Regions from separate parts of the Mus musculus genome. Here regions 1, 2, 3, 4, 6 and 7 are each linked to region 5. Evidence: chromatin contacts called from public Hi-C, HiChIP or PLAC-seq and promoter capture Hi-C data. All regions are on one chromosome and are shown on one strand. Each heading gives the region's core, a stretch centred on a gene start, on an enhancer-like site or on the middle of the called end of the contact. The rest is flanking DNA. Distances are from core to core; before and after follow the strand shown.

The links. Promoter capture Hi-C pulls out the DNA fragments that hold promoters and counts their contacts. A called contact is a pair of places that touch in the nucleus more often than the background predicts. HiChIP or PLAC-seq counts read pairs in DNA pulled down with a chosen protein or histone mark.
Region 1: a contact with region 5 is called in a promoter capture Hi-C map of pre-B cells, with 5 times the contacts expected there. The contact joins the promoter of Taf12 here to the promoter of Snrnp40 in region 5. A contact is called at or near these places in 3 of 39 promoter capture datasets (hippocampal neurons, liver and pre-B cells) and 1 of 115 datasets of contacts at active chromatin or transcription factors (astrocytes).
Region 2: an H3K4me3 HiChIP or PLAC-seq map of embryonic forebrain shows a contact between it and region 5, with 2.6 times the contacts expected there. The contact joins the promoter of Tmem200b here to the promoter of Snrnp40 in region 5. A contact is called at or near these places in 1 of 39 promoter capture datasets (liver) and 2 of 115 datasets of contacts at active chromatin or transcription factors (embryonic forebrain and large pre-B cells).
Region 3: a promoter capture Hi-C map of pre-B cells shows a contact between it and region 5, with 4 times the contacts expected there. The contact joins the promoter of Srsf4 here to the promoter of Snrnp40 in region 5. A contact is called at or near these places in 3 of 39 promoter capture datasets (hippocampal neurons, liver and pre-B cells) and 4 of 115 datasets of contacts at active chromatin or transcription factors (astrocytes, pro-B cells and stem cell-derived neural progenitor cells).
Region 4: a contact with region 5 is called in a promoter capture Hi-C map of pre-B cells, with 4 times the contacts expected there. The contact joins the promoter of Rcc1 here to the promoter of Snrnp40 in region 5.
Region 6: a promoter capture Hi-C map of liver shows a contact between it and region 5, with 4 times the contacts expected there. The contact joins the enhancer-like site here to the promoter of Snrnp40 in region 5. A contact is called at or near these places in 3 of 39 promoter capture datasets (hippocampal neurons, liver and pre-B cells) and 3 of 115 datasets of contacts at active chromatin or transcription factors (astrocytes, pro-B cells and stem cell-derived neural progenitor cells).
Region 7: a contact with region 5 is called in a Hi-C map of B cells, with 6 read pairs. The contact joins the promoter of Ythdf2 here to the promoter of Snrnp40 in region 5. A contact is called at or near these places in 2 of 39 promoter capture datasets (hippocampal neurons and pre-B cells) and 1 of 484 Hi-C or Micro-C datasets (B cells).

What each region holds. Positions count from the first base shown.
Region 1 is chr4:132,273,010-132,276,706 of GRCm38.p6, reverse strand. Taf12 (TATA-box binding protein associated factor 12) reads right to left here and starts at 2,332. Exons shown (of 6, transcript NM_025579.3): 1 at 2,220-2,332.
Region 2 is chr4:131,919,319-131,923,256 of GRCm38.p6, reverse strand. It overlaps Tmem200b (transmembrane protein 200B), which reads right to left and starts at 1,486. Exons shown (of 1, transcript NM_001201367.1): 1 at 117-1,486. The coding sequence starts at 1,486. The coding sequence ends at 632. It overlaps Gm12992 (predicted gene 12992), which reads left to right and starts at 3,228. Exons shown (of 5, transcript NR_102393.1): 1 at 3,228-3,489.
Region 3 is chr4:131,871,848-131,875,990 of GRCm38.p6, reverse strand. It overlaps Srsf4 (serine and arginine-rich splicing factor 4), which reads right to left and starts at 2,352. Exons shown (of 6, transcript NM_020587.2): 1 at 2,121-2,352. The coding sequence starts at 2,227.
Region 4 is chr4:132,344,090-132,348,119 of GRCm38.p6, reverse strand. It overlaps Rcc1 (regulator of chromosome condensation 1), which reads left to right and starts at 2,370. Exons shown (of 10, transcript NM_133878.3): 1 at 2,370-2,474. RefSeq lists a cis regulatory region at 1,968-2,815.
Region 5 is chr4:130,358,507-130,362,576 of GRCm38.p6, reverse strand. Snrnp40 (small nuclear ribonucleoprotein 40 (U5)) reads right to left here and starts at 2,445. Exons shown (of 10, transcript NM_025645.2): 1 at 2,228-2,445. The coding sequence starts at 2,371. Zcchc17 (zinc finger, CCHC domain containing 17) reads left to right here and starts at 2,585. Exons shown (of 8, transcript NM_153160.5): 1 at 2,585-2,701.
Region 6 is chr4:131,889,149-131,892,885 of GRCm38.p6, reverse strand. It overlaps Srsf4 (serine and arginine-rich splicing factor 4), which reads right to left. Exons shown (of 6, transcript NM_020587.2): 2 at 1,537-1,679; 3 at 693-805. Among named protein-coding and RNA genes, the nearest start is that of Srsf4, 17 kb to the right of the region's middle. Within about 2 kb of position 1,970, at least 14 of the 459 cell types and tissues checked have an H3K27ac peak or open chromatin away from gene starts, as enhancers often do. A contact at or near this core is called in liver, where this site is marked.
Region 7 is chr4:132,210,004-132,214,197 of GRCm38.p6, reverse strand. It overlaps Ythdf2 (YTH N6-methyladenosine RNA binding protein 2), which reads left to right and starts at 1,942. Exons shown (of 5, transcript NM_145393.4): 1 at 1,942-2,298; 2 at 2,742-2,766; 3 at 3,367-3,446. The coding sequence starts at 2,272.

The sequences.
Region 1 (3,697 bases), core at 1,083-3,582, 1.9 Mb before region 5:
TCCAATGTAATGGAATTATAGCCCGAGCATTCACAACATCGAGTATATGCTAGCAATTAACTGCAAAGTTAATCTGATGTCGCCCTAATTAAAAAATAAATAAATAAAAATAACCTACTCTATTATGGGAAAGATTCTACCTGGAATATTTATGCTTCTGTGAAAACACAGGAATTCAGATGTCAAATACTATGGAAGTATCTTAAAAGTTACAGTCCTTGACTTGAAAAGGAGTTAAGAAGCTGGTTTTGGTGATGTAGCCTTGAATCACCAGCGCTCTGAAGTCAGAGGCAGGTGCATCTCTGAGTTTGAGGCCAGCCTGGTCTACACAGCAATTTCCAGGCTAGGGGGAGCTAAGTAGTTTGGGGAGGAGGGGTGTGCTTTCATTCAGTGGAAGGATTTATAAATATTACTTATATTTCATTCACATGCATACTACACATGGCAGGAAATCCACTTAGAAAAGCTCAAGAAAGCTTTGGAGGCACATTTGCAGATAAGCTACTCAGTACTTTATGACAAACCCCTTAACCTCTCTGGACAGACAACAGGACTAACCATACTTAACTGTGGGGCTGTGATAAGGAAGGGGTGGAATACTTAAAAGTGTTTAAGTTGTTCATGGTGGAGGTGCACACCTTTAAACCGAACGCTCCGAGGCAGAGGCAGGTGGACTTGACTTTGAAGCCAGCCTGGTCTACACAGTGAGTTCCAGGACAGCCAGGGCTACACAGAAAACCCTGTCTTGAAAACAAACAAACAAACAAACAAACAAACCAAAAGAAAACAGAACAAAAAGCCCAAAGTGCTTAAGTTGTGCACGATTCATCTGAGTAGGTTTCAGTCCTGGGTCTTTATGAAGGGAAATGACAGGGTCCAAGTCACTCTTCTAAAAGCAATCCCTAGAAAATGTTCTAGGCCACATTTACTTGTGAATTTCTCAACATCTTATTGAAAAATAAAATTTATAAATAAATAAAATAAATAAAAGACTTTTCACTTAAAAGTTTGTTTCCTCCCTTGTAACATTTATGCCAATGCCATACATAATAGGTACTAAAATATTAAAATCCGTTAGAAAAAAATCCCTTCTGAGTTTGAGGGTAGAGATTCTAAAAGCATTTATTCAAATAATTTCAAGCAAGCATCTCTTCTTCGATGTACATGGTAGAGTACTGTATAACCTAAGAATCTGGCTCACAGTGATCCTAATCCCTCTTTGCATCCTCTTTTTCTTAAATGTAAAAGAATTCAAAGTGTTCTTTTGCTGCCCTTCCATCTATGACAGTTTGCTAGTGATATAGAGATCTGTGCTCAACGGGGGCTGAATGGAACAGGGCTTAAGGTACTTATCAAGTATATAACTGAGTTCAAACTGCTTTCAGCTTCACATCTGATTCACAATAATGAAGAAAAACGAAGACGTTTCATGTGGCTTTTCTAGGTTAAGTAACGGACACAAGAAAAAGCCTAAATGCCAAAAGCCAAATAGGCAGCGCCAAGAAGTCTTCCCCCGAATATATATATCCTAATCCTCCGGGTACAGAGAACAGATCGCTAAACCTTTTCAACTTTTCTCCCTTGAAGGCTGATCTCCCAGCCGTTAAGGACCCCCTAGTTCCTTCACTTTTAGGAGCTCGGGTCCTTACATCTCTGTCCCTCCAGAAACTCTTGAGTCTGAAAGCCCGGATCTTGTCCCCAAAGAAGACCCAGTCCTCACTGCCCGCTTCGATTCCCTTTCAAATTCAAGTCTTCTCTGCCTCCTTCTCTAGCTCCAGTCCTCAAGTCTTTGCTGCCCGGTTTCTGAATCCTTAGGAGCTGGGACTTTACTGTCCCGCTTCTGTCTCTTAGGAGCCCGAGTCCTCTCGGGCTCCACTTTTACCTCTCTGGAGCCTGTGTCTTCACGCCCCGTTTCGTTCCTACCCTCGCCTCCTATAAAGTGCGGGATCCTCACCATCCTGTCCCTCTCAGAAGGCTTTCCCTCAGATGCTGCAGAATCCACATCCGTCCCCGTTTCCTAAGTCTCTCATTCAGAGCTCGAGTCCCCAACAGCCGCTGCTTCTGCGAGCCCGAACCCCTCAAGTCCCGTCCCAAGAGCCTGGGCTCCTCAGCCCCGTCTCTTCCACAGCCTAGTTCTTCCAGCACTGACCCGCTGTGGGTCTGGGTCCTGACACCCTCCTCCCGCTCTTCGTCCTCAACTGCCAGGGCCCAAGACTCACAGGCAGCAGCGTCTATCTCCCCATGATATGCGGAGACTGCCCCAGTGAAGCTTTCGTCTCAGCAGCCGGTCCGACTGCGCGGCCCTCCCCAAGCACTTCCGGCACCGCTCCCCGCCTCCAACCCGGAAACGCGCGGCTCTTCCGGCCGCCGGGCGCGCGCCTCACTAGCGCAGGCGCAGATGGTACTACAACACGTGGTAGGACTGTGAGCCCAGCGCCTGGCTTGGCAGGTCGGGCTTTCTGCTCTGTGTGGCTTGCTGGTGGCGTGGGTCTACTCTGCGTCCCCTACCACGGCGTGAATCCCTGTCCTAGATGTTTCTTTACGACTCATCTCTTTCACGAGCGTGACCGGTAACCGACGGCCTCGGAGAGCTTCCAAGTCGCCATTTTTGGTTGGTGCCTTTGTGGTGCTATAAGGATGGGACCGCAGTTCTGCATAGATACCAACTATGGGACTCTCAACCAGCACGAGAACTTGGAGACTAGAGAAGCTGATTGTGCCTATTAGTTAATCTGTAGTCAACATACACTTGGACGAGAGCTGTCTGTGAGGGACTGGTTCAGTCCCTCACTTGGAGTATGTCATGTAATAGTGGAAGAAACGTGAAATTCCTAAGGGATGTAGGTTCTCAACTTGAATTGAAAATTCTTACTCCAAAGCCCGGGCTGGTACAGTAACTGTTAAACCACTAAGCCCTGAGATTTGAGTACTTTTTTTTTTTTTTTTTTTGCTAGGCATGTAAGCAACAGGCAGTTTCAGTCCCCGGCAAGGATTCTTAGTAAAATAGAGATCTCGCAAACGAGTGTATAGAAGTCTGACATCTCAGAGCTATCAACGGTTCCTGCCCATAAAGAATCCATTCTATCTTTGTATCTTCATCCCATTAGGCTCATCCACCCTCTTGGTCCAAAATCCTGGATGCAAGGGCTTAACCATTAAGTGGCAAACTGTTTATAACCTTATTTTTCTTTTTGGATTTATTTTATGCGGAAAAGTGTTTTGTCTGCATTTATATATGTACACCATGTGCATTCCTGGTGCACAAAGAGGTCAGAAGAGGGTATCTGAAGCCTTGCAATTGAAGTTACAGATAGTTGTGAGCCACCATGTGACTGCTGGCATTGACCCAGGCCCTCTGCAAGACTGCCAGGTTCGAGAGAAAGCCACCTCTCAAGCCCCAGCTTTATTTTTCTATCATGGTTCTCAGAGTTTGGCCAATCAGTTTTTGTGCTTGCATCCTTGGATGTACTAAACTGTTTTTTTGTTTTTGTTTTTGTTTTTTGCTGTGTGCTGGGTATATCCTGTTGGGGAAGTCAGTCATCATTGTCCTTAAGAGTTTACAGGCGCTAGGCAGTGCTAGCTCATGCCTTTAATCCCAGCACTTGGGAGGCATGGGCAAGATTTCTGAGTTTGAGGCCAGCCTGGTCTACAGAGTGAGTTCCAGGACAGCCAGGGCTACACAGAGAAACCCTGTCTC
Region 2 (3,938 bases), core at 237-2,736, 1.6 Mb before region 5:
TGGAGGGTGCCTCTGCCAGCTGGGGGAGGCTTTGCACACAGGTCAGACCGACCTGTCTCCAGGGGAGCAGTCCGATCCCAGGGTCAGGGCTTTGGCAGTAGTTAGCCCTGCCGGGACAGAGCCACTTGACTGAAGGAAGAACAGACCTGAGGTGGTGGCAGTTAGAGTTGCGGTCACTGCCCCAGACAGCTGCAGAGGGTCTCATTCCACCTCATCGCCCACCTTCCCCCGGTGGTCCCATTTCCACCAGGACTACCAACTTAGACGGAGCCTGTCCCAGCCTGGGACATCCCAACCTACCACTGTTGTTTGCCAAGGAACCCTGTGCATCTCACGGTGCTCTTGGCCTACCCTGCAGCCCTTCAGGTGCCGGTCCTGGGCTAAGGCCACATGGGCTGAAGAAATTCCTGAGGCTGAATCATGCTGGTGTCCACATTAACACATGCCCCTGGAGCTCGTTCGGTGCAGCTGGCACTGCTACACATGCAGGTCAGCAGCCTTGGCGGCTGCTGCCACCACAATATCCATCCTAGCCTCGGAGGTGACTGGAGCAGCTATTGGGCACTGGACTTCTGGTGTCCCAGTCCCATGGTCCACACTGGTAGCCTCACAGCAGGTTATACCTTGAACCTCAGACCCGGGCCCCCAAATCTCCGCCTAATTTGGCATAGCCCCCCAAACTGAGTCGGTCCAGCCGTGGCCAGCTTCGGTGGGCACAGTCCCGAGTTGCTGGCGCCCCCAGAAGAAGCTCCCCTAGGCCCAGGTCCAGAGACTTGGAGTGCTCGATGCAGGAACCAGAGGGCTGCACCGTGATGATCACGTGTCCAGTCTGAGTCCGAGGACCCCAGGGTGGTGGCAGCCCCGGGCCCTTCAACGGGTAGCTGTGGAGCAGGGCAGGCAGCCCCGATCGAGGGTTGGCAGGTTCAGAGCGCAGGCTGCGCACCGACGGGACGGGCGAGGGGCCCCTCCTCGGGGCCAGGTCCCAAGTTTCGGGTTCCGCGACGGCGCCCGGGGACCCATGCGCGGGACTGGGCAGCAGCGCGTCCCAGCCTGGGCCGTCGGGCGGCCGCAGCGCCTGAGCCCTCAGCATGCCCCGGCGGAGACGCCGGGTCTCCAGGTCGCGGTTCTCGTAGAGCAATGTGTTGGCACAGATGAACACGAACAGGCCGACGCCCATGATTACCGGTCCCAGCAGCCGCAGGCGCTCGTGCGGCCCGTGCGCGCGGCCGGTCCTCGGGGCGTGGGTGTGGGAGGCGCGGCCGGGCCAGTAGCCGGCCACGGCGATGCCCATGCCCACCAGCACCACGAGCGCGCCCAGCGCCGCGAACGCCCCCGACGGCGAACGCAGCCGCAGCCGAGCCCGCACCCGCAGCGGCTCTGGCGGGGAGCGCGGCCGCCTCCGCCGGCCCAAGCGGCGGCCCAGGCGCGAAACGCGGCCCTCGGGGCTCCTGCGCGCGCCGCCGTCTCCGGGGCTCCCGGCCGTCATCGCGCGGTCGTCCGGGCGCTCTGCGGGGAAGAGCAGAGAGGCAGACACTGACCCGACGGGCCGGGCTCCGGGGGAGGGATGCGCGGGGCCGCCTCGGCCGGCCGCTTGGAGATCCCTGGCGGCCACCCCCGGATTTTCCCGGGGCCGCAAGGCAGGGAGCCGCCCCCGCTCGGGTTTTCCGCAGCGGAGCTGGGAGCCAGCGTTGGCCGGGCCCGCGGGCGGTGCGCAGGGAGGGGGCTGCGGGGCTCGGGTGCAGCCGGGGCTGCGGGGCTCCTGCAGCCTGCGCGCGCTCTGCTCGCCCGCCCGCCCGCCCACCCGCGCGGGCCCCCCTTGCGATCGCGGCCGGGGTAAGTACCTCCCGAGCTCGACCCCACCCCCCGCACGTGGCCGCCCCGAAGTAACCAGGGGAGGGGGTACTCGGATCGCCCGGGGCTGCGGGGCTCGCGCGCGCGCGCCCCACCTCCCCCTTACTGCGCTTTACATACCGCAGCGAGGGCCGGCGGAGGTGTCTCTGACTCCGGCTTCTCCTTGCTCGCCCCCTCCTTGCAGACTTCCTCAGCCGGCACTGGAGCTGCAGCAGGAGAGACTTGAGCTAGACTCTGGGAAAAACCGCTCTGGCCGAGACCAGCCAGTCAGAGCAGAGGAGGCAACGGCGGACTTTGTCCAGGATTCTTCTCCACTCCTCCAGAAGAGGCCTCCCCCTCCCCCCACGGCCGGGCTAGAGCCGGGGCTGGAGGCAGGGGACTGCCAGTGCTGGACGCAGGTCCTCGCCGGACGGACTCTCCTCCTGGATCGCTCGCCGGCCCAGGCAAGGCTGTTCCCAGATTGCGGTGTTTCCGATTCGGGCTCCCGGGGATGAATCATCCCCCTTTCCCGCCGCCTGGCCTCTTTTCCAGCCTCCTCCGCCCGAGGCCTCCGTGGGCCGCGTCCGGGCCAGAACAGCACCGCCCCGGGGTCGGGGCCGCACGCTGGAGCCGCTCCAGGAGGCCTTGTGCCCTGGTCCCGGCGCCGGGAGGCCGCGGGCAGCGGGGTCCGGGCGTCCGGTCTCGGTCCCCGGTGTCCCGGAGAGAAGCGGCAGCGGCGCCCGTCCCGGGCCTAGCACGGAGCGACCCCGGCCCGAGGCCCTGCAGACCCGGCCCGGACCCCTGCACCCCCGCTGCGCCCCGGGCCGGCTGCAGGAAGGGCGCGGGATGGCTGAGCCCCGCCCCGGACCCCGCGACCCGCCTCCGCCCGCGCCCTCGACGGAGAGGCGCCCGGCCGGCCCCGCCGACGGCCCCGCTCGCTCCGCCGGGCGCGCGGCCAGTTTCCATGATGCGGACTCGGCCCGGGAGCCCCCGCCTGGGATTGATTAGCCCGCGGCCCGTACTAATGAGAGCCGGCTGCGCGCGCGGCCCTCGCCCCTCTGGCCCCGGAGACCGGCATCCCCCGGCCGCAGAGCCTCCCAAGTGGATCTGGAGAAGGCACCCCTGCCCCACAGACGCTGAGCCCTCCCGTTCCCTCTGCTCTCCAGGGCTGACGCCTGAGGCATCTGCCTGTGTTGACTTCCTACTCACTCGCCCGCCGCCCGGGCGGGTGTGTGGATCCCCTGTCTTCCGGGTGTCCCTCCCACAACTGAGACCACAAGCCCAGGGCACAAGCTTCACTCTCAGCTGCCTGGGACTCCTGATCGGTCCCAGAACCCAAACCTCCACTGGCGAGGTCCACACTCACCTCCAGAGCACACTTAGGCCCCAGCTCTCCTCTTCATCTAGAACCAGCCGGTTCTTTCCTGTAGCCACTGTCCTCTTCGGGCAACTCCATCTCTTAAAGTCCCTGCAGTCTGCCCGCCGCCTGTCCCTGCCAACTGGTCTGCAAACGTCACAGAGCACCGTCCCAAATGTGCATCTGCCCCTTGCTGAAAACCCTCTTTGGCTCCCTGGTGCTGTCCGAATGGTTTCAGAGCCGGTGTGGTTTGAGCATGCTCCAGACCTTCTCACCTGGCCCGTGTGGCTGAAGCTGCCTAGGTCCCCAGTCCCTCTGAACTCTGGCCCCCAAGGCTTATCCAGTTTCTGGCTTTTCTCTCAGGAACACGGATTCCCCTTTGCACCTCGTGCTCCTCCAGAGCCCTGGGCCAGGTCTTCCCTCCCGTGCCCCCTCTGCACACAGCTGAGCTGACAATGCTCTTGGGGATTGACCTGTTTGGGGGGGGGGGGGGTTGCTGGCCGGCATTGAGGTCTGAGGCCCAAGGCTGGTTCTGACTTGCTCCTTTCTAGAGCCTTGTGCTCAAGGGAATGTGTGCCCTAGCTGGCCCTCCATGCTAGAGAGACATATATACGTGAGGCCTATGACTTCCTTCACCCCCCTCCTCTCCTCCACCCTGGGCCCGGGAGGAGGAAGGAAGGAGATGGGTGGGAGAGGAGAGCACACCTAAGCTCACCAGGGCTCAGTTTCCCTATCTTTATAAGAACAAATA
Region 3 (4,143 bases), core at 1,103-3,602, 1.5 Mb before region 5:
TAATAGTTGTTTCTGGTCTGGTGTTAAATTTCTAGGTCTTAACAGCTAGACTGTTAAGAGTTGGTCCTTACTGGACCACTTCTTCACCAATTCCAACATAACATATTTCTGGACATTTCTCTTTCTTCATTTCAAGTCCTAGTAAATCCATACTTCAAAGCTCATTTTAAGAAAAATCTATTCTGGGCTGGAGAGATGGCTCAGTGGTTAAGAGCACTGGCTGCTCTTCCAGAGGACCTGGGTTCAATTCCCAGCAACCAATGGCAGCTCACAACGGTCTTCAACTCCAGTTCCAGGGGATCTGAGACCCTCACACAGACATACACGCAAGCAAAACATCAATGCACATAAAAGTAAAAATAATAGAAAAAGAAAATCAATTTTAGTAAACTATCCTACATTTTAGTTGTCTGAGTTTTAAGTGAGAACAAGCATTCCTTGACTCAAAAGGCATGTCAGTCACAGCAGGTTAGTCAGAAACTGTTCTGTCTCCTTCCTCAATTCCTGCAGTGCAGCTGTTGCAGTGCAGGGGATCCTGTTGGCGCATTAGTAACCCGAGCAAGTGATCAGTTTTGCCCTACTACCTTTTTCAACACTCACCCACTCCTTGAGAAAAGAGACCTCACCAAATATACTGCTAGCAAACACTAAGGGGCTAAGATGCTGCTTAATGACTCTATTACAGAGGATGGCGAAAGCTTTATACTTTTTCTACCTGACCTTCCTTTTTATGAATGAGAAAACAGGTTCAGAGAAACTAAGTCACTTGCTCAAAGAAACTTAAATTGAGGAGCAAGGTTTGACTCAGACTTATCTGTCTTCCAAACCCCTTGTTTTTCCCCTACAAAAGGGAGGGGGTAAGGGGGGTCGGTTAATCTCTCACATGTAAGGTTAAATATCACAAAAACAATACTCTCATGCCAGCTGGTTCGCTCTGTAAGAACAAAAATGAGAAATTGTCTTTGTGAATCGAATCCAGGATTCATAAACATTTTATCGAAGTCTTGTTCTCAGCAAGGAGAGTCTTTTAAGTGTCAATTATTCGAAATCTAGACAGCTTTGAGAACCTGCTGGTTCATTTGCCATTCATACTAAAGTGTATGTCTTCTCAAATGTCAATTACTACTGGTCTCATTGGACCAAACACAAAGTCGAAAAAAACAAAACAGGCAAGAAATAAACACAGCAAAAACCAAGGGTTCCCCTAACACCCAAGGTTTAGTGCTTCCGACGCCGTTCCGGTGCTTAATGCCTTTCAAGTCCTACCTAATAATTCTCAGCTCCCAAGCAAAAGATGCTCGTACAATCTCTAGGCATGACAACTCACCCGTTTTCCCCGAACCTGGTAGTCCCTGCTAGCCTTGCTTCGCCAAAGCAGATTAGAAATACAAGCCCAGATTGTACGGGGAAAGCTGTTAAGTAGGCAATTTGGAGATGTGTCTCCACTTGCACCAGCAGCCGACGCAGACCTGGCCAGGATGGCCCTTACCCACTCAAAAAATCCTACGACAGCAATCATTTTCCGGCAAGTTGGAGAGCCGAAACCACAACGTGGAAAACTCTGTAAGGACTCCCCAAGATAACGAGCTAGGACTTTAATTTACTCTCGGAAAGGGAGCGGTCAAGGCTTGAAGCGCGGCAAGCCAGTACTTTCGAAACTGTCACTGCACTACAAAAACTAGTGTCTCCCGCCCAAAGTGTGGCACGCGAAAAAGCCAGAGCTCCAGTCCTCAGAAACACACGCCGGGAAGCCTCTGGCCGGTCAGGCTGGGGAACGGGGAGAAGAGGGCCGGAACCCTCATCTGCTCCTGGCAGCCCCAGAGCGGGAAAGGGCCGCCTCGGACCCATAGTCCAGCGACGGAAACCCAGGCCTCCCCGGCGCCCGGAGCCCCAGTCTAACCCGGGCCTCCGTCCCCATTATCCCGCCACCACCCCCGCCCGCGCAGGCGCAGTGGGAGCCGGGCCTACCCGCGCCCCCGAGGCACCGCCGCCATGGCGGAGCGGAGGAGGCCGGCGGCGGCTTAGCGCCCAGCGAGCGCCGCGCTCGCGTCCCCGCGGCCTCCTAGCCACAGCCGCGGCCCTGTCAGCCCCCCGGCCGGCCCCTCCGCCGCCCTCCTCACCCGTTCTTCAGATCCACCTCCAGGATCTTCCCGTAGCCCTTAAAGAAGCGCTCCACATCGCGCTCCCGGGCCTGGTAGCTCAGGCGGCCGATGTACACCCGCGGCATTCCGGCGGCGGCAGCTGGCCCCGGCCCCCCTCAGGCGGCGGCCGGCGAAGGGAAAACGCGGCGGCGGCGGTAACGGGCGGGCGGCGGGACGGACGCAGCCGAAGCCCGGCGACGTACGCGAGCACGCAGCTCGAGAACGCGCGCCCCCGTCTCCCTACCCCCCCCCCCCCGGCGGAGGGGAACGGGAGGGAGCGCGCGCCCGCTTCCCGCCTGGTCAGGGGCGGGGGCGGGGCTTTACTGGAGGCGCGCCGGCGCGGGGCGGGACCTGGCCGAGTGAGCGACAGCTGCAGCACGTCCTCTCGCGAGCTCGCCGTGGCAGCGGCACTTCCCCCGGAAGTGCCTGCGCGGGTGCGCGCCGAGCGGGTGTTCCCGCCTTTGTCCTTTGCTCTGGTAGACTTTCTGTTTTGGGGTGGTTTTCGGTAAACGTCCCTGTGGGAAGTTAGTGGATCCATGACCTTGGGCCCATTTTCCTTTCTCTCGGATCTTTGAGTCTCTTTTATCTTCCTTGTACTTTCAGGGTTGTCTCTACAGTGTCGATACTAGGTATGTAAAAGTGTTCCAATAATTGGTTCGGTATTATTTTGCGGTGTTGTGGATCGAACTCAGGGCCATACGGATGTTAACAAGTGCCCTATCTCTGAGTTACATCTCAGATTTAATTTTTATTTTTTAAAGCACTGACTGCCAGAGGTCCTGAGTTCAATTGCCAGCAACCACATGGTGGCTCACAACCATCTGTAATGGGAATCGGATGCCCTCTTCTAGGGTGTCTGTCTAAAAACAGCTACACTGTACTCATACACATAAAATAAATCCTTAAACAAAAAAGTTCTGACTGTCCTAGAAATAGCCCTGTAGACCAGGCTGGCCTGAAACTTTGCCTGTCTGCCTATTGGCTGGGATTAAAAGCATGTGCCAAACTATGTCCGTTCAGTTTAGTGCCTTGTAGTTAGATTAAGCACGACAGAAAATTACTATTTTCTTTTTTTGTTTATTCATTTTGAGAAAGGGTTTTTCTGTATATCCCCGGCTGTCCCGGAACTCCCTCTGTGGACCAGGCTGGCTTCAAACCTGCCTGCTTCCCAAGTGCTAGAGTTAAAGGTGTACCCCATCTCTGCCAGCTCAGAAAAAATTTCTAACCTGCAAGATTATAATCTATAGATGTCCAGTGTATTGCCAAAATAACCAAATGTAATGAACTGTGCTGGGGCATGTGGGTGCTCAGTAATGAAAGGTTCCTTTTCAGCTTTGCCCAGGAATCACTGAGGGGTTTAGTCTCTTTACTGCATTTCCACTTTAACTGATGTGCTGGGTAAAGTTTTCTCTTCTGCATCTTCTGCTTTCCTTTCTAGAGGCAGTTTCTTAAGTATTCCTTTAGAAGTTAATTTACCATACAGCACTTGGCTTTTCTTTTTTAAGACAAGAACTTTCTATGTCTAATGGCCTTTGACTAACCTGTAAAAGCCTTTCTAAGAACTGTGATTGTCAATTGCAGGTGTGCATCACACCTGATTTTTTTTTTTTTTTTTTTTTTTTTTTTTGAGACAGGGTTTCTCTGTATAGCCCTGACTGTCCTGGAACTCACTCTGTAGACCAGGCTGGCCTCGAACTCAGAAATCCACCTGCCTCTGCCTCCCGAGTGCTGGGATTAAAGGCGTGCACCACCACGCCCGGCTTACACCTGATTTTTGTCTCACTATATTTTAGTCATTTCAGAAGCATATGAAAAGCACTTAAGACCATTTTGTCTTATAACACACTTTTTTATACACAGTAACTTACCTAGTCACTATTCTAGTGAAGAATTGAGACAGGGTCCAACCTTTGGTTTTTAGAATTGCCACAATCAGTGACCATGTATATTCAAATAGTATCTATCCTGGAAATGGGAATGTCATTAAGGACATACTTCTGGC
Region 4 (4,030 bases), core at 1,121-3,620, 2.0 Mb before region 5:
CATGTGAATGAATACCATCTTGGAGAAAGACCTCAGTTTCCAGGGTGAAGCTTGGAGAAACTTCACAGTTTACCATCCAGGAGAGGAGGCCAGGATGGAAGCAGAAGTCAACCTGAAAAGGTAAGACGACATCAGGGGGTCGCTTTGGAGCTGGCACTGCACAGCAGGGGAAATGCAGCTGACAAGCAGTTGTCCAAAGGAGGTGGCTCTGTTGGTAACGGTGTCTGCTGCCAAGCCTGAAGGCTTGACTCTGCTCTCTGGAACCCACAAAGTGGGAAGACAAAACTTGGTCCTGAGAGTTGCCCTCTGACCTCCACAAGCAGGAACAGACACAATGGTAGGTGACAGCTGTGTATGGTGAATGACCCCTCCCCCAGCTGGCAGCCCTTTTCAGGTGCCAATTTTGCTCTTTAGTAACTGGGCGTGATGGAAGATCTTTTTAGTCCCATCTCTAAGGAGCTAGAGACAGGAGGGGCTCCCAGTGAGACCCTCTCTCATAAAGATAAAGAAAACTGTTTAAAATGCTAAAAATGTCAGTTTAGGACAACTTGGAGTCAGAAGTGATTGCAAAACACAGAAAATACTCTGTACAGATCACTGCTCTCAGGAAAGCCATACCCAATTAAATGTTTTTTTTTTTTTTTCTCCTCAGGGACACTTTAAATCTTATAGGGCTGCTTGTGTAAGGATTTTAGTGAGAGTTTTTTGGTTTTTCTTTTTCTTTTTTCTTTTTTTTTTTTTTTTTTTTTTTTTTTTTTTTTTTTTGGTTTTTCGAGACAGGGTTTCTCTGTATAGCCCTGGCTGTCCTGGAACTCACTTTGTACTTTGTAGACCAGGCTGGCCTCAAACTCAGAAATCTGCCTGCCTCTGCCTCCCGAGTGCTGGGATCAAAGGCGTGCGCCACCACGTCCAGCAAAGATTTATTTATTATTATACATAAGTACACTGTAGCTGTCTTCTGACTCGCAAGAGGACGTCAGATCTCATTACGGGTGGTTGTGAGCCACCATGTGGTTGCTGGGATTGGAACTCTGGACCTTCAGAAGTCAGTGCTCTTACTTGCTGAGCCATCTCTCCAGCCCCTCCTCCTCCTCCTCCTCCTCCTCCTCCTCCTCCTCCTTCTTCCTTTTTTAAATTTGTTTTTTAGTGTAGGAGTGCGTACACCTTCAGGCCAGAAGAGGGCATCAGATCCCTTTTATAAATGGTCGTGAGCCACCATGTGGTTGCTGGGAATTGAACTCAGGACCTCTGCCAGAGCAGCCAAGGGTTCTTAACCACTGAGCCATCTCTCCAGCCCTAAGCCATTTTTCACAGTGTTCTGCTTCTGGTGTTAGCTCCCAACTCCAACAATTCCCAGCTCTGAGTCATCTTTTCCTGCTCCCAGCCCTTACTCCCCCCTCCTTCCCTTACTATCTTGTAGTTGAGCCTTGCACCGCACACTTAGACAAAGCACTCAGCCACTGAACTACAACCAGTGCCCCTCTTCTCGCCCCAGGTTTTTTTCCTTCTTCTTCTTCTTTCTTTATGGGATAGAATCTCACTATGTATCCCTCCTGCCTCAGCTTCTGGAATGATGGGATTGTAGGCGGTGCCACCAACCCAGGCATTACCGAATCTACTTCCTGCTTGCTCTTTGCCTCTCCATTCTTGGTTACACTTTACCCAAAGTCCATTAAAGTTGTGAACATTTCATCTTGTGAGCAGAACCTTCCCATAATCACACACTGTCCCCGTAGACTAGACCTTTACCCTCTACTTTCAGACTATATGGCAGTTTCACATGTCTTACTCTCTGTCATTGCAAATGTCACCTCTCTGGGACAGGAAAGATGGCTCAGTGGTTAAGGGTGCTTGTTGCTCATGCAGAAGATGGGAATCCCATTCTAGCACATACATGGCAGGTCGCATCCATTTGTAACGCCAGTTCTACTGCAACCAATGCTCTCTTTCTGGCCTTTGAACTGTATACATACGTGGTACACAGATGTACCTACATGAAAAGCACTCATACATATAATAAATAAGGAAATGTTATTCATCCTGAATGCCTCTTCCACTTAGACTAATTAGCCGTTCCTGAGCCCTACCTAGACTGAATCAGATGGCTCTGTATAGATTGGGGTCTTTTGAGCCTTCTGCATATATAATTTGAAAACAAGAACCATCAGCCTTGTTTTGTTCCGTGCAGACCTCACGCACCAGATTTTCCTAAACAAACAGGAATTCTAGTAGTTCCTCCAGTTGGTTATTTGTCCACTCATCCCACTTTGGGGAGGAAATCTCCCAAGTACAGAATGCTGTGTACAAACTAGGAGCAGCCGCTCGCACTTCCCGCGGTGGCCGCCAGGGGCCGCCCGGCTCTGTGTTTTCCCTTCTGGCCAGGGTCGCGGCCGGAGGCCCGCAGAGCGCATGCTCGGGGCAGTTCACCGCCGGCCGCCGAGCGCCGGAGTTGCTTGTGGCCGCCCTGTCCCGAGGTAGGTCGCGCTCCGGTTCGTAGGGAGCCCTGGGGACGGGAAACCCGGAGGTGCGCGAGGTCGTGGTAGGCCGAGATCGCAACCTACATGGCGGGCTGCACGTGAAGCCGGCGGCGCTCCAGGCGCACGAGCTCCGGCCCGCGTGGGCCCCGCCTCGCCGGCGCTCGGGCCCCTTAGCCGTCGCGCTTGGGGCGCGCACTCCGCTCCGTGGCGGGAGATTCAAACGACTGATGCGCGGGGACCCGGGCGCGCGCGGCGGCGGGGAACTTGGGGAGCCGCCGGTGGGGAGGGGCCAGCAGCGTTCACAGACCGTGGCCTGTCCTTAACCCTCTTCAACCCCGTGTCACCCGGTTGTTCCGTGCCGCTGGGGAACAATGGTGACAAAGGCGGGTCTCCGTGACCTTTGCGGGACGCAGGGGCTCCCAGGCGAGTCTTCCGTGGGTCCACAGTTAGGGTCTCCTGAGATCAGCAAAGTATGCCCGTGGAACTTGAACGTCGCTGCTGCCACGTCTTTGGTTCATCCTAAATTAAGTCCTCCGACCACGTGTGCCGTGGGACAAGCTGAGGGTATGAAACAGACCCGGAAACTCCAAAGCAGAAGCCGTAACCGGGCTGTGGAGGGTTGGGGATAGCTTTCCAGGTGAGATTTTAATATGTTTGGGGTAACAGAATCAGGGTGATCCAGACATGGGGTACATACAGCACATGCAACCACTCGAAGAGTTTGGGTCATAGACATTGGTGCTTGTGGGGAGGGTGTGGAGGATACAGAGAAGGCTGCGTCACCCAAGAAGAGCATGCTAATGGAGCTCAGAAAAGATGAGTTAGAAGTGATTCACCAGGTTCTGGTTGCAGAGGCAACCAAGAGCAGGAGTCTGGATCGGGCAGGTCCCACTAGGTTCTCTTAAACCTTAGTCTCCTTGCCTTTAAAGGGAAAGTAATGTGTCCTATAATCTGTGCAAAGCTAGTTACTCAAACATCCCCCAGAACTATTGCCCCTCTCTCTCTAGGAAAAAAAAATTAACAGATAGCCCGAGGCTGTATCACTTACTTCTGGACCTGGGTGATGGACTTCCTGGTGTGGCTTGAGCGTGCTCAGTTCTCAGTTAGTTACTGGCCGCACACAGCAGCAGCCTGCCCAGGCTTTGCCTTCTCTCCTGGTAGCCTTTCTCACAGAGATATTCTTCCCTAAGTCTAGCTGGAAAGTTCTGAGTGTGGGGGGAAGGGAGGGACCACCGCTGGGGTTACCAAATGCTCCAGAAGTGGGAGTAACTGGAAAACCCTCCTCCTGGTGGGTTGTCTAACCTAGTCTACCCACCCCTTTGACTTAGCAGGTAAGGCTGTGAGCAGCTCCAGTCCTGGGTGTGTGTGTGTGTGTGTGTGTGTGTGTGTGTGTGTATGGGGGGCATCCTCTCAGCTGTCATCTCACCCATGGATGGTGTGCAATTCTATTCCTGACATGGGGACAGGTCTGAACTCTTAACGGGGTCATACACCGTAGGTGCTTATTAATGAAAGTTGACTCCTTCCTGGATTTTATTCTGAGTCTTGTCCGT
Region 5 (4,070 bases), core at 1,196-3,695:
TGGGGCAGCGCATCTCATCTGGGTCAGGGATAGCACAGATCTCACCTGGGTCAGCGATAGTACCCCTGCTCACAGAACTCTCTGACAATCCCTTGGACAGTCCAGCATATGCCCAATGCGCTTTTTTCTCCCTAAGGCTGTCTCTGTTCCACAGACGACTTCTGACTGCTTGATCATGTTGAATCCACTTATGCTTCAGAATCTTAACATAGAAAGATGTCTTTCACAAGAGACCTTCCTTATTTTGTATCTTTTAAATATTTCCTCCTCAGAGTCTGTCTTTCATCACTCAAACTAACCTACTTTGAGTGAGGTACCTCCCCACACCAGTATTCCACTAGCTCCAGGGCAGGCGGTCAAAGCCCCATCACTACCTGAATTTCCCTTTCTTGCCTTTCTTTTTCCCCAAAGAGATGAAGCTCTGGGAGTACAGGTACATTCTTCATTTTAGTCACCATTTTCCTGTCTCAAGTTCACCCAGCTAGCCTTTGAAAAACCTTGTATGGTACAGCTTATTACGCAAAATAGATTTTGGGGGAATGAGCAGGGTCTTAATATGTAGCCCAGGAAGGTCTTAAAATTTTCAGTCCTCCTAAGAACAAGTGTGTATCACTGTGCCAGGCTTAGCAAAGTAGATTTGATTATGATCTTGGAGAATAAACCTAGGCAATCTTACTCATTAAATAAGAACAAGTGTACTACCAATAATCCTGAAATCTCTTTAGCAGATTCCGGCAGACTTACTTATTTTTATTATCATGTACTATCTATAAGCAATGGGTTTCATTTTGATATATCCATAAATGCAAATAATGTACCAAGATCATACTCATCCAACATTTTTATTCAAAAAGTGTCACATGTTGGCTAAAGAGATGGCTCAGTGGTTAAGAGCACTTACTGCTCTTCTAAAGGACCCAAGTCCAGTTCCCAGCATCCACAATGGGCAGCTTTCAAGGGCTGTAACTTTAGGGTCAGAGGATCCAACATTCTTTTCTGGCCACTGAGTTCCCCCTCCCCACATATGAAACACACACACACACACTCACACTCACACACACACACACACTCACACACACACGCCTAAAACAGCACTCAGTAAAACAGTAGACCTTGCATTCTAGTGGAAAGTGAGAGAAAGGCACACAGAGCCACCCAGTGCTGAGTGCCATGGGAAGAAACAGTATGGGTTCCAGATTACAGGACACTCCAACTTGAAACACAGTGGTCAGGAAAGCCCCTCTGAAAACCTGGTGTCTGAGCAAAGATTTGAAAGAGCAAACAGCTGACCATGTGGGCATTTAAAAGAACATTCCAGCAAAAGCACCAAGGAAAGAAAGAACATTATAAGTCGGTGTCTTGAGCCAAGTGACATGCCAGAAAACTGGTAGATGAACAAGGTAAGGAGGGGATTATTACAGAGAATTTGATTTTTAAAAAAACGCACAATAGAAAGCCAACATAATGTTTTCAGCAGAGTATACCATGTGACTTAATATTTCCATGATTCCCCTGGCTACTGGATTAATAACCAATCCTTGGTTCAAAGACAAAAACCAGGAATACTAAATTAAGCTCTACCTGCAGTGATGTCAGATGACATAAAAACAGTTTTAACAAGAAGGTAAAAAAAAAGATCATAGTTACACAGATCTCTTCTCTTCTCTCTTTCAACAGGACTTTGCCATAATAAATAGCCTACACTGGCTTGGAGCCATGGATCTTCTGGATACAAAAAAGTTTGCCTTCCCCATTTGCAAAGTAACAGCTTCTTTCAGTCAGGTACCATGGTTAATGGAAATTTCACACGCAAAACATCCAAGATAACATCCAACGAGTGTTAATTACAATTATAAATGCAGAGAAAGAAAAAAGTTCTACCAGGTAGTAAAGCGAGCTATCATTCATTTCCATTGCCTCCCCTCTCATTCATTCGTCCACTCTGCAAACTTTCCTGAATGTTTCTTTTATGCTAAACCCCTGAAGATTTAGGATGCGGAAGCTTGGGTCTTGATTTTGAGGCCAAGGTTTTAAATGATTCAATGCCACTGAAGGGCTGAAAACAGGCGTCTACTAGGGAAACACGTATGAACCACACAGAGAACACCAGGCACCTTCACAGAAGCCTATTTTAACTTCAGGCTCACTGTCTTTCCGTTCCCTCAGAGGCGACATCATCCGTAGGAAGAGGGGCGGAGGGCCAAAGGCGGGATGACTCCCCACTTACCGCCTGCAGCAATGCCCCTGGAGTCGCCTGCTGCGGCCCCGCTCCGGGGCCGGCTCCTGCCGCTCCCAACAGCAACTCATGTCGCGGCCGCTTGACGGGAACCAGGGGTAGCTCCGGGCCCTTACGCTTCTGCTGCTCGATCATGGCGGCAGCCACTCTCCTCGGCGCCGCCACTAACCGCGCCGCCGACCGGAGGCGCCGCGCAATTGGTTCCAACTGAGTTCTTCCTCCAGAACTTCCGGAGAGGAGCAACCAATTGGCTTCTAACATTTCCTTCTGGAAAGCCCTCTGAATACACTCTTGTGATTGGTCCCATTCTGATGACGTCACGAGAAGGCGACTCTGGGATTGGGTCGCGGAGCTGGCGTTCTCCCCCGCCCCCTCGGGCGCGCAGTGCATCGTGGGTGAGAACGAGCGGAGCAGGTTTGGCGTTCCTAGCTATGAAGCGGCTGTCCTGCTAGGCGCGGACGCGGAGTGAGTGTGTGGGGAATCAGGCGGGTGGCTGTTCCAATCTGGAAGGTGCGAGGTGGTGATAGGCCTGAGCCTGCCCTTTTCAGCTATCAGCCTTAGCAGCATGGGGTGGCAGGAGGTGTCGCCGGAAAGAGAAGTCCCTTGGTAGGCTGGAGCGGAGCTTTGGCATCTCTGGCTCCAGGACTCGAACCCTCAGACGGCTATCCCTTGACAGCTGCTCTGCAGGATGCCAATTCTGCGTCTAGCTCTGTGCTGGCCCGAGTCCTGGCCTCCAGGCTTCAGTGCCGGACTTGGCTGAGGCGGCGGACTTAGTTGTCACTGATTTAGCCGTCTTTTTAAAAGGGCTTTAATTTATGTCCCCGAGACAGCCAGTGATGAGGAAAGTATCAGATGGTTCTTCCGAAGCACAGTTTAGTTGAGAAATCGAACAATCATGCTTGCGTGCCAGGTCTTCTCGAAAGTGGTCCAAATGATATTTATTGTGCAGTGCGTTTGGGGGTCATTCTGAAGAAATATGGTCCTCTACCCCAGAGTGTGGGAAACGTGTTAAACAAATTTGATGTTAAACAAAAACCATTTGATCGGAAGACTACCTAAACAAGCGATGCCTCTTGCTGTGAGTTACTAATATAAACTTGAAGGCTTTTTAAAGGAAAAGACATCTGAGCGGTTCCTATCTGATGGGACGGTTCTAATTAGGGGAAGAGAGGAAGGGAGAACGTTCTGCACAGAACAGCAGGTTCTATCAGTCGGAAAGATGAGGGAGACACAAAGAGCCGGTGTGGGGGGAGAGAGAGAGCGAGAGCGAGAGCGCTAGCTTAAAGTGAATATGGTATGGGATGAACCTGGAAGTCATGAAGATTTGCAGGAAGTTGAAGCTTTTACTTTAAAATTAATAGGAAGCCAGCGATAGTTTTCTCTCTCCTCCAGAATGTGGTGCAAAAGAGGACTTGATCCCTCAGGCTTAATGGTGTGATGAGATTGGAGAAAGATAAGAGGTTTACTGGGAGTAAATAGACCATTTCGGGAGCATGAACAGTAGTTCTGATCAGCAATGCCAGTGAGAACCAAGCTGGAGCTGTGACTGAAGACAGGTTTAACAGTATCTTGAGATAGCAGGGGAGTAAATTGGACAGAATAGATTGGATGATGCTCTTAGTCCCAACACTGGAGGCTGAGACAGGAGGTCTCAAAACCAAAAGCAACAAAACCAAAGCTAGCCTGGGCAACATTGGGATTTTCAACCCATACCAGGCTGCTAGCGTGACACATTGTTTCATCTTCTTTTTTTTTTTCCCCTAAGACAGGGTCTCAATATGTAGCTGGAGCTCCTGAAACTCACTCTATAGACCAGGCTGGCCTTGAACTCAGA
Region 6 (3,737 bases), core at 721-3,220, 1.5 Mb before region 5:
ACAGACAGCAGTGAGCTGCCATATGGATGCTGGGAATTGAACCCCACCCCTCCCCCTCCCAAAACTCCTAGCTAGATCTTGGAATTTTTGAATAAAATCTTCTTTCCTTCCTTTCTCTTCCTTTTTAAAATATTTTATTTCTTTGACTGAGTCTCACTATGTAGTCCCGACTGGCCTGGAACTCACTGTGTAGGTCAGGTTGGCCTCCAATTTTACCGAGCTCTGCTTGCCTCTAACCCCCAAGTGCTGGGATTAAGGTGTGTGCAGCCTTGGCCAGCCCATAATAAATAGTTCTTAAAAGATGGGTCGACCCCCACCCACTTCCAGCTGGTCTATTTTCATCTCAACCAATTATCTATGCACACAATCATAACTAAGGACACCACATGCTGGATAGTCTCACTGTGTGGACCCACACTGGAAGCTGAAGTCAGTCAGGTTCCAGCTCGGGTTTACAGAAACATAGGTTTTTAGCCTCTTCTATGCAGCTCCACCCTGCCATCTCTCTAGAACACTGTCTGCAGGGGAAAATTCCATGGAATACAAATGATTCCTTGGAGCAGTTGGCATCCACGTAAGGAAAGTATGAGTGAGGTTTTAGTACCGGCTTTTACACTCCCAGGCCTGAATAAATAAGACTTGCTTCCTCCTCTTACCCATGCCCAACCTTAGAAAGTTAACTAGGTCCAAACCTTTAGGTCCTGCCAGCTGCATCGACTTGACAAATTCTCCACAATAAGTCTGTATTCTGTGCGAGTAGGGGGACCGTATTTATCTCGGCCACTTCTTCGATAACCATATCCACCTTTAGGAGGTTCAAACAGACAACATCATAGAGTGTAAGAGGAGATGACACAGCACACTCTTAAACTATGTAACTCAATCCCCCCTTTCTAAACAATAGCATGTGTATTTTAACTAAAGCCTCACCTTTAATTCAAGTTTAAACACAAAATTTCAGTAAGTTTTTAGGCATACACATTCACTAGTTAATATTTATATTTTAAATTAGCATGTATAAAATAAGAAACATAATTTAGAAAAGGCAAATTATTAAATCAGTTACTACTATTACCCCTAGTCATTAAAGTTTTTGTGAATAATTTTTATGGAAAGAAAAAGATGCAGGCACCCATTTCAGTTCATCTCATCTGTGTCTGAATAAATAGACTTGCTTGCACCCAGGTCTATGGGGTATGATTGTAGTCACTGAATGGCTTCCTATTTTTTGGTCAGCCAAATGGAAAGGTGACCAAGGTCAGCAAGTAGAATAGGTGGTCATCTTAACCTCAAAGGATTCTTTTAATTAAAATTGAGGTCTTTGTTAAATATATGTCAAGTTGTATTACAGAAGAAAATGTTTTAAAGTATTAAAAGAAACTCATGACATCAAATATTTACAATCTGTATTTTAAAAGATATATTCGTATAGAAACAGCTTAAATATCTACCTTTAAATAAAATACTGAAATACATTAAAAATTAGCATTTAAAACCGAGGTATGTTATTGGTACATCTATCCTTCACATGCTTACTGCGTCCCGAGCCGTAGCTGCCATCCCGCCGCGGGCCTCGAGCGTGCTCAACAATGACTCGCTCGCCACACAGGTCTTTGCCGTTCAGTTCATAAACAGCATCGTCTGCATCACGCAGATCATCAAACTCCACAAAGCCATACCTGTGAGAGAGCAAACAAAACCTGGTTGGCATCGGGGCATCCAGCTTCACTAACGTGTCAGAAATCAACGAGGTTCATGCTTAGCACAGGCTGGGGGTTGCAAACTAAGGGCCAACTTTCTCTTTTCTGTAGCCAAAACCACCTTGTCTTTGTGCCAACAGGCAACTAACTGCAGGAGTCAGAAGGCTGTGTTAAGTCTATAGGAAGCAGCAGCAGCAAATACCTCCAAGGGCTACTTGGTTTAAGGAATCAGCAAGAACTCACCCGCTTGCACTCTTACAAGTGGTGTCTGTACTAGGTGCAGCTGGCCCCTGATGCACTGACTGCTGAGTCACAGTCAAAGGAAAGGAGGTAGGTCAGTGTCGGAAGTCTCTCTTGTCAAAAGTTTTTTCAAGGTTCCTGGTTTCCTACCTAAACAAACTAGTCACAACTGAACTAATTCTTCTAATTACTAACTCTTCTAATGACTAATTCTACTAACTAACTCTTCTAATTACTCGCTATTTACTTCCCTGTGTGATTCCAAGTTTGTTTCCATGATGTCTGGAAAGGCTGACATGATCTACATACAACTGTACCAGCTTATTTATATCATATTACCAGGTACTTTCGAGCAGAGATAGGGTGGTTTAATACATGTGGGGGAAGCCCTCCCCACCCCCTAAATCCTTTTAATACCTGCTACAGACTAGTTAAGCTAAGTACAGAATCTGTAAAATACTTACAAGCAAGGTTAAAGTCTCTTGAATAAATTTTAGTTTGGTCTATGAAAGGCCTGCTTTGTGAGCACTGTCTATATTAAAACCAAAATCATCTTTTGGATCCTGCCCAATCACAAGAGTTACAAGCCAATTCTTTAGACTCTGACAAGCTTGTGCAAATGATGATCCTCTGTGCTCAAACATGCTGACATTGGACACAGGCCCCAAGACTTGCCAGGAGGAACAACAACGACAACATCATCATCATCATCTCAGGAAATGTTGGGGGTGGGGTTGGGTGGTTAGGCAGGGGTTCACAGTGTAACTCTGGCTGGCCTTCAATTTCCCATCCTCTTGACTTACTCAGCATGTACCACTGTGTCTACCTACTTGTTTGTTTCAAAACAAATCTTCTCAAGGTGACAACGTGCAGGTCAAGCTTTGGAGAATTAAATTTTACAATGTTCTGCATGTATGCCAGAAAAGGGCACCAGATCTCTTTAAAGATGGTTATGATCCACCATCTGGTTGCTGGGAATTGAACTCAGGGTCTTTGGAAGAAGAGCTCTTAACCTGTGAGCCTCTCTCCAGCCTCCGGAGAGTTATGTGTGCAGCATGGGCAACTGTAGGAGCTGGTTCCTTTCTTTCATCAAGTGTGTCTGTCCCAAGGATTGGACTCAGGTGGCCAGCCTTAGCAGAAGATGCCTTTACCCACTGGGCTATCTTGGTGGTCCTGGTCCACCCTCTGTTTTAGAGCTATTTTTTATGCTGAAATATCTGAGTGGCATTCAAACTTTAAGAGGCACTGACTCTCCATTAAAAAAACAAAAAACAAAAAAACAAAACCCCCAACAAACTAAAGCAGACACACCTAGTTACTTAACAGGACGTGTTTTCAGAACACCCGCCCATGTGCTCTGTGGGGTCTTTTAAACACTTTCACAAGCTAAAACCGCCTCAGTCACTTAATTGCATATGACACTGTGGCTGCCTTTTCCCTTCCTAGGTAAAATGAGTCATCAGGGAATTGACCATTTAACGGAGGTCTGTCTTTTCTTTCTTTCTCTCTTTCTTTCTTTTCTTTCCTTCCTTCCTTTCTTAAGAAAAGGTCTTACTATAACCCTGTCTGGCCTTGAACTCATAATAGAGACCCACCAGCCTCTGCTTCCAGTGCTGGGATAAAAGGCATGCCCCATTACATCTGACAAAGTGAAGCTTATCAAGAAGATTAAAAACAAAACAAAACAAGTCCAACACTACTTTACTTTGGCTTTGTTTAGATCTATTTAGATAGATCATAAAATTCCTCTGCTCACAGCATCGCTGCCCTTGGCAGCAGGTGAGAAGCAGACAGCAA
Region 7 (4,194 bases), core at 693-3,192, 1.9 Mb before region 5:
TTTCTTTCTTTCTTCTTTTTTTTAACCTTTATTTTTGTGAGAAACTTGTTAGGCAGGTGGTATTATCCTCTGTCTTAAGGGAGGGAATCTGAGACAGGTGTAATAATTTTCCTAGTGTTGTACCTGGACTCGGGAGACCAGTGTTTAGACTCTCTCTCGTTCTCAGGAGATGATGTCTAGTCTAATTCTCTTTTTACAAAATCAAGCTGTCTCTAAATGCAAGCAATTGCTGATACAGTTTATATACAAAGCTGAGCCATGAGGTTGACTGGCTAATTATCTTTCATAAAAAAACCATTACTAGGCTTCTCTCATTCAATTAATGGGCTCTCCACCCTGAGATGTGACATTTTACTAAGAGTTCTTTAACTTTGGTGTCTGATCTTATTCACTTAAGCCATAAATGTGAGTATAAGCAGACAAGAAATGCTTTGCACTTACTTTGAGCGGTTTACAAAGTAAAATCCAAGAGTCTTGGCTTTTTCCTCCTGAATCTGTCAAATCCAAACCTTCTCTATCTAGCAAGCAGATGGCATTAGGTTAACAATAGTGCATTGCTCAGGTGTCTACCATTTGCAATAGCAAAACCTACTACTAAATATCCTTGTCCAGAGTGATTTTTTTTTTGTTTGTTTGTTTGTTTTTTGAGACAGGGTTTCTCTGTGTAGCCCTGGCTGTCCTGGCACTCACTTTGTAGACCGGGCTGGCCTCGAACTCAGAAATCTGCCTGCCTCTGCCTCCCGAGTGCTGGGACTAAAGGCATGCACCACTACGCCCAGCTCGTGATTTTTTTTTTTTTAAATTAAAAATGCCTTTGGTGGTGCATGCCTTTGATAACAGCATTTAGGAGGCAGAGGCAGGCAGAATTCTGAGTTCAAGGCTAGCCTGGTCTACCTAGTGAGTTTGAGGACAGCTAGAGGCACCCTGTCTCAAAACACAAACAAAAAACCCTACAAACAAAAAAAAACCTGCCTTTGCTCATCCTTTGGCTCTCCAGTGAATCTTAGCTCATGAATACAGGATTTCTTTTCTAGCTGTTGAAGAATGATATTATGTTGTTCTTTGTGTCAAAAGCACAGATCTATTTAATAACTTGATAACTTTGGCAGCATGCTTAATCTCCCTTTTCCCAGCTGTAACATTGTTTGATAGGCACTTTGAACTTGTTGAAAGTCTTTAAATTTAATGTGTCAGAAAGCACTTAATGACAAAGCCCTGCACACAGCACATACTGGAATAGCGTTCATTTTCCAGTCCTTAGATCACGAATATTTCCTCTTAGGGTCCAACAGACTTCAAGAAAGTGTGTGTGACACTGTGCATACGGGTGAGGTGTCTTTTTCTTGGGAATAAAGTCCAGAGTTTACTAGATTATTTTGGGGTCACTGACTTCTCTGAAAAAAAGAGAGTGTATATTTTTCTCCCTCAAAAGTCAAAGGGGTAAATGTCTTGTGTGCAGGGCAGTGAGGGCCGGCTTTTTAATATTTAGTGGAAGTACTGCTCCTGGGTGTTTTTTTCAAGTCCCTGAGGAAGGAAGGTGACAATAGTCTTAAGGAAGGGCGCGGGTGTCTTCTGGGCCGACCTCCATGAAGTTTTCCCTGTGAGCTCTTAGGACCTCTCTTCTGGTTCCTTTTCAAATTGGGGGAGAGTTATCAAATGCAGTTATGAGTTAGGGCTCAAGTCCTACACAGAGTAGAAGCCTCTGCCCCATTAAGAAAGGGGCTTCTGCGTGTTTTCTTAAGACAAAACAATTATTCTCTAGGTGTTTGCCAAAAAACTCCAGTGGTGACCCCCGGTGCCACCCAGGGCTCCTAGGCCCAAAGCGGCGGCGGTGGGGGCGGGGAGACCGCGCGCGCACCGCTTCCGCTCCTCCAGCCCAGCAGAGGGCGCCACGGGCGCGGCTCTCCCTTCCCGAGATGCTTCGCGCCGGGCCCTTCCGCGTGGGTCAGCGACTGTGAGAGTCAGCGCTCGCGCCGCGCGCGCCGCCCGCCTCTGCCGCTCGGCCTCCCCCATTCGGGCTGCGAGGGGGCGGGCGCGCGCTCCGGAGCATAGAGACGGGCGTTGAGCTCGGCGGCCTAGAGCGTCGCCGGATCGGAGCCGGAGCCCGAGTCGCGCGCTGTGTCTCTGCTGCGTCCGCCGAGGCGAGGCTCCGAGTGTCAGGGACAAAAGCCGCCGCCGCACCCTCTGCTCCCGTCGTCGGGGCTCATCCGCCGCCGCCGCTGTCCCGACGAGGAGTCCGCCGCCGTCGTTCCCCGTGAGGATCCGAGAGCCATGTCGGCCAGCAGCCTCTTGGAGCAGGTACAGGCCCAGCCCGCATGTCTCGGCCATTGTGTGAGGCGAGACGGGGCCCGACTAGGCCCGGGCCCGCCGCTCCTGGCCGGGCCGCGGCGGGCGCCTCTCGCGGCTCGGGATTCGGGCCTCAGACCGGCCGCGCCCTGAGTCTCCCGCCCGGCCCGCTCTTCCCGCTCCTCCCCGGGCCGGGCCGGCCGCGCCGCGCTCCCTCCCAGTAGCGGCCCGGGCTTCCCTTCCTCGTTTCCTCTCTTTCCCTCGTGTGGCTGCCGGGTGGCCGGGCTGCCGGGGCTGCCCCGCCGGCCTAGCGCTCGTCCCCGCCTCCCCCTCACCACGCGTCCCCCCCAGGCCGGTTCCTTTCTTCCCTGCTCGGGCCCCGCGTTCATTTGTCTTTCCTTTTCCGTTTTCTTCTCGGACGACTTGCTGCTCGGCGACGTCCCCTCCTCTCGCAGAGACCAAAAGGTCAAGGAAACAAAGGTAAGACCCCGCTCCTCCGGGTGGCCGCCGGCCGGGATGGGGAGGGGGGTCCGCCGGGCCGTGGGGGCGGTGGCTCGAGGACGCGCCCCGGGGAAAGGACCTTTCCGAAGCCGCTCGGGTCGCAGGTGCCGCGCGCGGGGCGGTCGCCCCTTTTGGTGTGGCCCTGCAGCTGGCGGGCAGCTTTTTTCGTTAACAACGAGTAATTCATGAGCGGCCGGGGGTGGAATGCATTTTGAGAAGCACCAGGTCCTTAGTTTTCTCGTAGGTCTTAGGAGCCCTTTGTGTTTCCTCCTCGTGGAGCACTTTCTGGAAGTCACTCACATGTGAAGGAAGCGGGGAGAGAAAGCCGGAGGGAATTGAAATTCGAAGGAGCCAATACACTGACCTTTTAAAAAGATCAGCTCGCTCTGGGGTGGAGACTCTTTTTCACTGTCCGGCTCTTGCTTCAGCCCTGGCGCTCATCGTTATTCCCCGGAGTTTCAAACCAAGTGACTCTTGGAACTAGCATGGTTTCTTCCTGGTGTGAATGTAAACTGATGGATGGGTTTGGAAGGGAGCTCTTCGGACCAGGGCATTGCTAATTTAACTTTTCCCCTCTAGTACAAAATGGTTCTGTGCATCAAAAGGATGGACTAAATGATGATGATTTCGAACCTTACTTGAGCCCACAGGCAAGGCCGGTGAGTAGTAAATTGTTCTATATTATCTGAGGGGACAGTGTACTGTTAGACTTTCTCTGCCCTGTCTCACTTTTGTGTTTGGGTGTGTTTGGGTGTGTGTGTGTGTGTGTGTGTGGCTGACTCCTAATACAACTTACTAATTTGTTATATAAAACATTAAAGATATAAGCTGTGTGGTCAACAAAGCATGTGCTCTGAGACTGCATTACTGATAACGCGAGTTGTATAAGAGCTGTTATGCTGGCATGAGTAATTGCCCCTTGTTTGCCAGGAAAGGATTAGTGCACAGCTTAAGAATATTGGCCAGAGTTTAGCCTGAGCTCTAAAGAAAACAAAACCTTGTCTTTTAGGGAAATTGGGATGATAATGTAGTGAGGAAATTCTAGTGAATGATCACCTGAACCTCACCTATACAAAACTTACTTCTCTTTTGTCTCCAGTGAGGCTCTTTGTGTATTAAAACTATTTCAAAGTGAGACAGTGGGGCGCTAGATGGTGATTTTTGGTTGTTTAGTATCTGTAGAGAACAACTTTGTGCATAGCTCTTTTGGCTAATGTGTTTGTTAAAGGAGGCTAAAACACTGTTGAACACAGTTGACATTCAGACCAAGAATGATTGCGGTTGCAGGTAGGGCCAGGTAGAGGGCTTATGCATCAGTGTGTCCTTCTAGTGTAGTTCCCATTGCCACCAAGAAAAGTTTGAGATACATTTATTTGATGGGAGGACTAGTTGCATATATATGTAGAT